2 separate regions of the Mus musculus genome follow, and region 2 is linked to region 1. A link is a contact called in public ChIA-PET data. All regions are on one chromosome and are shown on one strand. The core of a region is the stretch at or near the end of the contact, and the rest is flanking DNA. Distances in the headings are between cores, read along the strand shown.

The links. ChIA-PET counts read pairs in DNA pulled down with a chosen protein or histone mark.
Region 2: an RNA polymerase II ChIA-PET map of memory CD8 T cells shows a contact between it and region 1, with 7 read pairs. The contact joins the enhancer-like site here to the promoter of Rilp in region 1. A contact is called at or near these places in 4 of 39 promoter capture datasets (the C10 cell line, cranial neural crest, liver and 1 more), 1 of 484 Hi-C or Micro-C datasets (pro-B cells) and 4 of 115 datasets of contacts at active chromatin or transcription factors (embryonic basal ganglia, embryonic stem cells, memory CD8 T cells and 1 more).

The regions. Positions count from the first base shown.
Region 1 is chr11:75,507,442-75,511,825 of GRCm38.p6, forward strand. Rilp (Rab interacting lysosomal protein) reads left to right here and starts at 2,653. Exons shown (of 8, transcript NM_001029938.2): 1 at 2,653-2,931; 2 at 3,003-3,096; 3 at 3,191-3,297; 4 at 3,381-3,566; 5 at 3,848-3,993; 6 at 4,339-4,384. The coding sequence starts at 2,707. It overlaps Prpf8 (pre-mRNA processing factor 8), which reads left to right. Exons shown (of 42, transcript NM_138659.2): 39 at 833-973; 40 at 1,080-1,219; 41 at 1,326-1,528; 42 at 1,694-2,006. The coding sequence ends at 1,848.
Region 2 is chr11:74,958,017-74,962,400 of GRCm38.p6, forward strand. The region is part of intron 8 of Smg6 (Smg-6 homolog, nonsense mediated mRNA decay factor (C. elegans)); the gene reads left to right. Among named protein-coding and RNA genes, the nearest start is that of Srr, 34 kb to the left of the region's middle. Within about 2 kb of position 2,140, at least 73 of the 459 cell types and tissues checked have an H3K27ac peak or open chromatin away from gene starts, as enhancers often do. A contact at or near this core is called in memory CD8 T cells and pro-B cells, where this site is marked.

The DNA.
Region 1 (4,384 bases), core at 1,403-3,902:
GCTCAGTGGTTAAGAGCACTGACTGCCCTTCCAGAGGTGCTGAGTTCAAATCCCAGCAACCACATGGTGGCTCACAACCATCTGCAGTGAGATCTGACACCCTCTTCTGGAGTGTCTGAAGATAGCTACAGTGTACTTACATATAATAAATAAATAAATCTTTAAAAAAAAAAAAAAGGCTACAGATATAGAGAAAGCTCAACCACAGAATGCTTACCCGGGATGCATTACCTATGCACACCTGGGTTTGGTTTCTTGAGAAGAAAAAAACCCTGAGGCCGCTGAGGTGGCTCAGTGGGTGAAGCACTTCTCACAGGAGCCGGACAAGCTGAGTTTGATGCTCCAGAACCCCTGTATAGGTGAAAGGAGAGCCTGTCCCATAGAATTTTCCTCTGACCTTCACATACACTCAGTGCCATACAGAATAATAATACATTAAAAACATTTTTGTTTTTGAGACAGGGTTTCTCTGTGTAGCCCTGGCTGTCCTGGAACTCGCTTTGTAGACCAGGCGGGTCTCGAACTCAGAAATCCACCTGCCTCTGCCTCCCAAGTGCTGGGATTAAAGGTGTGTGACACCACGCCCGGCTAAAAATATTTTTGTATGTAGGAGTTTTTTCTGTACACCATATTCAGGCAGTACCTGTAGAGAGCAAAAGAAGGTCCTAAAACTGGAGTTGCAGACAGTTGTAGGCCACCATGTGGCAGGTCCTCTGGAAGAGCAACCAGTACTCTTAACCAGTGAGCCATCTCTCCAGCCCCAACAATAAAATTTTAAAAACTTCTGGCATTCTGGGTTGGTACTAAGAATACCTTCTGATCTCATCTCTAGATTGCAGGATACCTGTATGGGGTGAGCCCTCCAGATAACCCTCAGGTGAAGGAGATCCGTTGTATTGTGATGGTGCCGCAGTGGGGCACGCACCAGACTGTGCACCTGCCCAGCCAGCTGCCCCAGCATGAGTACCTCAAGGTTAGTGGTGGTGGAGCCTGGGAGTGCACTCACTGTCGTGCTACCCTAATGGGGGACATTTGTCTGCAGATGGGTTGAACATCTCTTTATTGCTGTTTGCCTACAGGAGATGGAACCCTTAGGTTGGATCCACACTCAGCCCAATGAATCCCCCCAGCTATCACCCCAAGATGTCACCACTCATGCCAAAATCATGGCTGACAACCCATCTTGGGATGGGGAGAAGACTATTATCATCACGTGCAGGTTGGTGTGGGCCTCTTGGGTGGAAATATTATAGAGCAGGCATTGCAGGCCAGGACCTGGATTGGTGGCTTGAGCGCTTACCCTGTCCCTGTCCCCCCCACCCCAGCTTCACACCAGGCTCCTGCACACTGACAGCCTACAAGCTGACACCCAGTGGGTATGAGTGGGGCCGGCAGAACACAGACAAAGGCAACAACCCCAAAGGCTACCTACCCTCGCACTACGAGAGGGTTCAGATGCTCCTGTCTGACCGATTCCTCGGCTTCTTCATGGTCCCCGCCCAGTCCTCCTGGAACTACAACTTTATGGGTACGTGGTTGTGTGTGCCTAGGAAGTGTGGGGTAGAGACAGGTGACCAGCATGCTTGGTCATCTTGTCATCTTGAGGTCTGGCTGCCTTGGAAACGGTCCAGGGGCCCAGGCTGGGTGAGGCAGGCAGAACCTTATTAACTTCTGATGTTTCCCCTCCCATTAGGTGTTCGACATGATCCCAACATGAAATACGAGCTGCAGCTGGCAAACCCCAAGGAATTCTACCATGAGGTCCACAGGCCCTCCCACTTCCTCAACTTCGCCCTTCTGCAGGAGGGTGAGGTCTACTCTGCAGACAGAGAGGACCTCTATGCCTAGTTACTTCCTTCTGCTTCAGATCCCCAAAGCCTGGAGCCTCTTGAACGCCCTCCCCAGACAAGCTGCTGACATTCAGCAGTCAGCCCCTTTGCGTTCTGTGCTTGTGTTGTTGATAGATTGTAATCCTGAACAAAATGTAATAAATTTTATAAATAGTGCTTTTGTTTTCTTGCTGTTATGAGGTCAAATTCTGGGCATAGGCGTTTGAGGATTGGGGACTAGCTTGGGCAGTTGACAGCAAGGTACTGGGCCCTGCCTTCAGAGCCTTGAGGCCTTCTCCGCTGGAGGCTTAGAGGCTCCCTAGACTCAGGGAGCTGAGTTGGGGCTGGCTTATTACTTTGAGCATATTTGCTGGTTTCTCTGTAAAAGTACTTGGAGTCTACCTATTTTCAACATCACTTCTTGGACTGTGTGGTCCTCCTATAGCTGTAGTGCCCGGTCTCGTTCATTTTTGTAAACTGTGTGGTTCCTAGTGGGGGAACATACTTAAGTGACTGTCCCTGCAGTCCAGTAGAGGCTGTTTGCTGACCTTCAGTCTTTCACCTCTTGGCAGCCAAGTCCAGGGGTGGAGCCCGGGTCAGGCGCTATGGGGAGGGCTTGCCTGAAGTGACCACTTACAGCTCTAGTCCTCAACTCTTGGATACCTGCCTGGAAGTTGGCCGACCTGTATCCAGTGACCTTGTAGGGCACAGGGAGCCCAGAGCACTCTCCCACTCCAGGGCCTTTTTCCCTATTTGTTCCTCCCGGGTTGCTTCTACCCCGCCCCTTATGGCCCTAAACTTCCTGGGCCGGAACTGTTAAGCTTTTTCCTGCACCAGTTAAGGGTGTGGGTGGCTTTTGACCTTAAGAGAGGAAAAAATGGAGCCCAGGAGGGCAGCGCCCAGGCTACCCAGTCAGGCCTCTTCTTCAGTGGGCGCAGGGTCAGCCGCCGAGCTCGTGTACCATCTAGCGGGGGCTCTGGGCACTGAGCTACAGGGGCTGGCACGCCGCTTCGGACCCGACGCGGCGGCTGGGCTGGTGCCACTAGTCGTGCGGGCGCTGGAGCTCTTGGAAAAGGCCGCCGTGGGGCCGGCTCCGGACTCGGTGAGTCACCGGCTCCTCCTTTTACCCCTGAGAGCCGGCAGGCCTAACCCTGAGACCCCTGGCTCCCCCAGCTGCAGGTGTCCGCACAGCAGGCAGAAGTGGAGCTGCGGCGGCTGCGCGAGGAGAACCAACGCCTCCGCCAGGAGCTAGGCTCCGGGCCGCAGGGTGAGTGAGGGTCCCACCGGAGCAGAGCGAGCTGGGGGCAGCCGGGGCCTGCGTACCCCAGAGATCGGTAGTGCTAAAGACACCCCTTCCTCAGAGGAGCGCGCGCTGCTCCGACAGCTCAAGGAGGTGACAGACAGACAGCGGGATGAGCTTCGGGCACACAACCGAGATCTGCAGCGCCGAAGCCAAGAGACCGAAGCGGTGAGGGCGGGGCCAGGCGGAGTGGGGTGGGGCCGCTACGGCCCTCGGAGCCCCGCCCCTAGCTCTCTCGCTCCACCCCCTAGCTGCAGGAACAGCTACAGCGCCTCCTGCTGATCAACTCTGAGCTGCGGCACAAGCTGGCTGCAGTGCAGACCCAGTTGAGGGCCGCCCAGGACCGGGAGAGGGAGCGCCAGATAGCTCAGGATGGCTCCAGCCAGCTGGCTAAAGAACAGAGCTTGGAACCTGATGCGGCAACCTCAGATGACCCGGTAAGAGACGGAGCGAAGTCAAAATACATCCCAGAGCTCACAGCATTCAGCAGTTGATGACCCAGCCTGGGTTTACCTGGCATGGATGTACCATGCAGTATAGAAGGTACCCAGGAAGTTGGAAGGTAGCAACAGCAGTTGTGTGCTATGTACACCTATGTAGCAGCAACTTTGTCCTCTAAGTTTTCCCAGCAGACACTTCCCATAATATTATTGTGAGCGCTGGGACTTAGGGAAGAGCTAAGACAGACTGCTCTCTGACCATTCCTGACCTTGTACAGGTGGATACTCAGAAGCAGCCAGGGAACCTTCCAGAAGCTGTCCAGTGTGGATTCAGCAGGGAAGAGCTTAAGCAAATCCTTCAGGAGCGGAATGAGCTCAAAGCCAACGTGTTCTTGCTCAAGGAGGAGTTGGCGTACTTCCAGCGGTGAGGGACTGGAAGCCAGGATGCCTGTTCCTGGTCACCCCACCTTATTTTTTGGATCGTTTATAGATCAGCAGTGACAATTGCCAGGGTCCTGCTCAGGCACTGGGAAGAAGTAACTTCCACAGTCCTTGCCCTTCTGGAACCTCACTCAAACAGGGCAGCACCAGGGGTCACCAAACTGAAGCAGCAAGCCTTATCCTTAGGAGGGGCCATCTAAGCTCATTTCAGAGGTGTTGGCGGTATAGAGCTTTCACGGGTTTCCAGGGGAAACAGTGAGCAGAGCTCAGGTACTTGATTGACACCTCCTGTTGGCCTTCCCACTTTCTTCCCTTCCTGCTTCTCTAGAGAGCTGCTCACAGATCACCGTGTTCCTGGGCTTCTGCTTGAAGCC
Region 2 (4,384 bases), core at 890-3,389, 550 kb before region 1:
TACCAATTTCATGAATTTCATAATATAATTTTAATATTGTGGCTTTTAAGTCTTTCAGAATTTCATTCATGTGTGCAACATATTTTGACTATATTCTCCCTCTATTCTCTTTCTCCAAGTCCCAGGGTTCCTCCCAGGGTTCTCCCTTTATATCTCCCCCCAATTTCATGTCTTCTTTTTTTAATTTTATTGAGTCTAATTAGTACTACCCATAGGTGCATAGCTGTGAGCTATCTATTGGTGAATAGACCACCAGCCACAGTCCCAAAGAACTCTCCCAGTAGCCACAGTTCCATATTTATTAAAATAAGTAAGTAGGTAATATATTATATATACATATACAATTTTTAGTCACCTTCCTTTCTCCTCCTCTTGTTATCACTAAACTTGGGAGAGCTTTCTGTGAATAATTTCTTTCAAATCAAGTGTATCTCTCAAGAGCCTGGTTTTTTAGTAACTTTGATTAATTTTCTTTAGTATCTTACATGTCAAAGTCAGGTAATATAGAGGTTATTTAAGAGTCTGGGCTTTGAAAATCTCTGATTTTAAGTCCTAATTTTATTAGCTGTTATCTCTGAGGTCTGAGGCCCAGTCCATAACTGGCTGAACTTCAGCCTCCTCATCTGAAACATGGCAGTAATGATAATGTCACTTCCCAAGGTTTGAAAGTAATAGTTTTTGCTTGAAAATTTGCGGATCTGGCTTGGATGTTTTGTGCTTTTTAAAGAACCAGCCATAGTACAGAGTTCTGAATTTATTTTCTTTCTTTCTTTCTCTCTTTCTCTCTTTCTTTCTTTCTTTCTTTCTTTCTTTCTTTCTTTCTTTCTTTCTTTCTTTCTTTCTCTTTTTTGTTTTTTGAGACAGGGTTTCTCTGTGTAGCCCTGGCCGTCCTGGAACTCACTCTGTAGACCAGGCTGGCCTCGAACTCAGAAATCCTCTGCCTCCCAAATGCTGGGATTAAAGGTGTGGGCCACCATGCCTGGCTGAATTTTCTTGTTTTTAAATTTTTAAAAAATTATACAGATGACATTTTTTCTTCAGACCCATCATTTCTCTCACTTTTCAGTGTCCCTTGTACAGTTGTGTGCTAAACTGCTGCTGCCGCTGCTGCCACTGCCATAATGTTAAAGAAAGCTGCTGTGTGGGTGGCACACAGGCATTGCCCTCCCCCTCCCAGCCACCCAGGACAACTATAGGTCAGAGCCTTAGGTTTGAAGCCTGGTCATATGGTACATCAGGTCATATGGTACATTTTGGAGTGCATTCTAGTTGTTGGGCATAGATCATGGTAAATTAAGTTTGCAGTTTCAGAACTCCTGTCAGGATGAAGGAGCAGAACCAGTGTTTACCCTCATTTCCTCTGGACAGTGTAGAATGTTAGAGAAAAATTTCATCTCTGGGTTTGCTAGTAAGCAGATGTTTCATGTCTGATAACCCAGTTTCTTTGTTGCTCTGTAATTATGTGATCCTGGTAGAGAAAGACGAATTGTTGGTTTCCTGGGTGTAAGGATTGCATGTTTGGTTGGCTTTGGTCCTTTTGTTTGTTTTGTTTTATTTTCATCAGGGTTGCCGTGAGTTGATTTCATGTCAGTTCCCATTTCACTTTTCTAGTTTGTAGTGTGAACCTCATGTTCTACTCCTTCACCTCAGAATCAAGTTTTAAAGTTGCTTCATGAGTGGAGATTAGGCAATAAGCCTGCGAGAGTTCATGGCAGCCTCCTTCCTATAGGACAAGGCTGCAGGTTGGCTCTGCTTTTCATAGGCTCTAGGAACAGTTCAGCTAGACTGCTGTTAAAGTTATAAGCAGGATTGGAGGTTTTCAAAGGATATAAACTGCTTTGTGTGGAGCAGCTCCTAACAAATCAGGCCTAAAGGCAGCCTCCTAGACTGTTGGACTGTGGGGCTGAGGTCTTTGTTTCTGTGGTTGACTGCAGTGAAGTTTCTCAGAGCATACTGGCCCTACCTTCAGACCTGTGGCAGCCCTTATGACCTCGGTCACCAAACCACTTCAGGGCTTTATTTTTATCCTGGCCTTTGGTTTTAAGATAGGAGGTTGGTTTTTTTCCTCTAAAGTTCTCTGGGGAAGAAACAGTGCCAGGGTGCAGTAGAGGCTGGTTAAACACCAAAACCACACTCTTCGTGTTTCTGGGCTTGAGACGTGACATAAGCTGTGCCACAAACACCAGCTTCCACGCTATGAAGAAGCTTCCGTTCATTCGCTTGTTTTGTACTTTTAGACAAGTAAAATGGTGTAGGAGGCAAATGTGCCCCTTCCCAGACACCACTAGATAGAATGCTAAGAGGGGACATTTTAAAAATCCAGCATTTTCCAACTTTAGTTTTTTCATCTTCTCCAAGGGTAATGGTGAGAACTCTCACAACTTACTAGGTCTCAGGAAGCCAGATTACCAACATATCCTGTTCGCGTGCATGTGTGTGTTCTGTTACCCACAGGCCACTTTCCACCCCACATGACCTTCAGTTACCATCCGGAAAGTCGGACCCAGATACCAGTCAGAATTTCCAAGCTTTGGTTTAATTTAGACATTTTAGAAATAGTAATGACAGTAATTGTAAAGAGAAGTCACTTGAGTAACATACAGAACAAGTATAAACAATACATCCTGAAGGAGGAAGGAGTGAGGTGGTGCGCTTTTCCAGTAATGTGCTTAAAAGTTAGCATTCAGGCCGGGTGGTACGCACGCCTTTAATCCCAGCACTCGGGAGGCAGAGGCAGGCGGATTTCTAAGTTCGAGGCCAGCCTGGTCTACAGAGTGAGTTCCAGGACAGCCAGGGCTACATAGAGAAACCCTGTCTCGAAAACCAAAAAAAAAAAAAAAAAGAATAAAAGAAAAAAAAAGCATTCAGAAGAAAACATGAAGCAGCTAAAATGTTCAGAGGAAGAGAAAGTAATCAGAGAACAATTTGGTTACAAATCAAACACATTTTTAAATTTTGGGGTCTTAATTTAAATTACTTTTTTATTTTTCCATTTCGTGTGTGTGTGTGCTCGCGTGCCTATGGAGGTCCAAGAACATCTTCTGGGAGTTGGTCTCTCTTTTTGTCACGTGGGTCCCAGGGATTGAACTCAGGTTGTCAGGCTTAGGGCAAGCCTTTGTCTGCTAACCTGTCTTCCCAGCCCCAATTCTTAGGTATTTAAACTTTTGTTATTTAAAAAGTATTTTTAGAGATTTAAAAAAATTATTTGTAGTTGTGCATATATGGGTATGGATATATATATATATATATATATATATATGTATATATATACATATATGTACACACACACACACACACACACACACACACACACACACGATGAGTCCAGATGCTGGCGAGGCCAAGAGGTATCAACGATCCTGGAACTGGAGGTGTAGGAAGTTATTAACTGCCAAATATGGGTGCTGGGAACCAAATTTGGGTCTTAACATCTGAGCCATTTCTCTAGTCCCATTAAATATTTTTAAATGAATTTTATGTGTATGGGCATTTTGTTTGAATGGCCAGAATAGGGCATCAGAGTGTCTGGAACTGGAATTACACACTCGTGTGAGCCACCAAGTGGATGATAGGATCTAAACCTAGGTTGTCAATAGCCAGTAGTCTTAAGTGTGAAACCAGTTATTATATATATTATTGACAGATCATGGTCACACATGCCTTTAATTTTGCCAATACAGAGGCAGAAGCAGGCAGATCTTTATGAGTTCAAGGCCAGCCTGGTCTTTGTATCAAGTTCCAGGCCATCCAAGTATACACGATGAGACCCTGTTTCAACAAAGAAATACACATTATATTATGTATATTATTTTATCGAAGTTGTTCATAACATAGTACTATACTTTATTTTACTTTTTTAAAGATTATTTGAACACAGAGATCTGCCACCATGCCCAACACATCTTTATTATTAATTTGTATGTGTGAGTAGCATAGGGGTGTGTGTTTGTGTGTGTGTATTTGCAAGGGTGCTACTTGTCCTGCCACTTTCCATCTTAATCTTTTATGGTTTCTCTGTAAACATGAAGCCCATATTTTATTAGTCAGCAAGCCCTAGTGCCCTCCTGTTTTCTTTCTTTCTATCACTTGGGCTACAGACATTTACAGGCTCATGCTCAGCATGTTATGTGGGTACAGACATGAGTGTGACCTTTGGTCCTTAGACTTTACAGGAAACACTTTTACCCAGTGAGTCTTCTCTTATCTCATTGCTTGATCCAGATGAAGTTGTTTATGCTGTCCATGCTAGTTTTAAATTAGTTTAAAATTCAGGCTTCCCCCAACCACCAATTCTTTCCTCACTGTCCTAGAAGCTGGGAGGGATCAAAGCAGTTAAGGTTGAGGGCCTTCTTATAAGACACTGCTAATGAAGGTTTTCGCACTC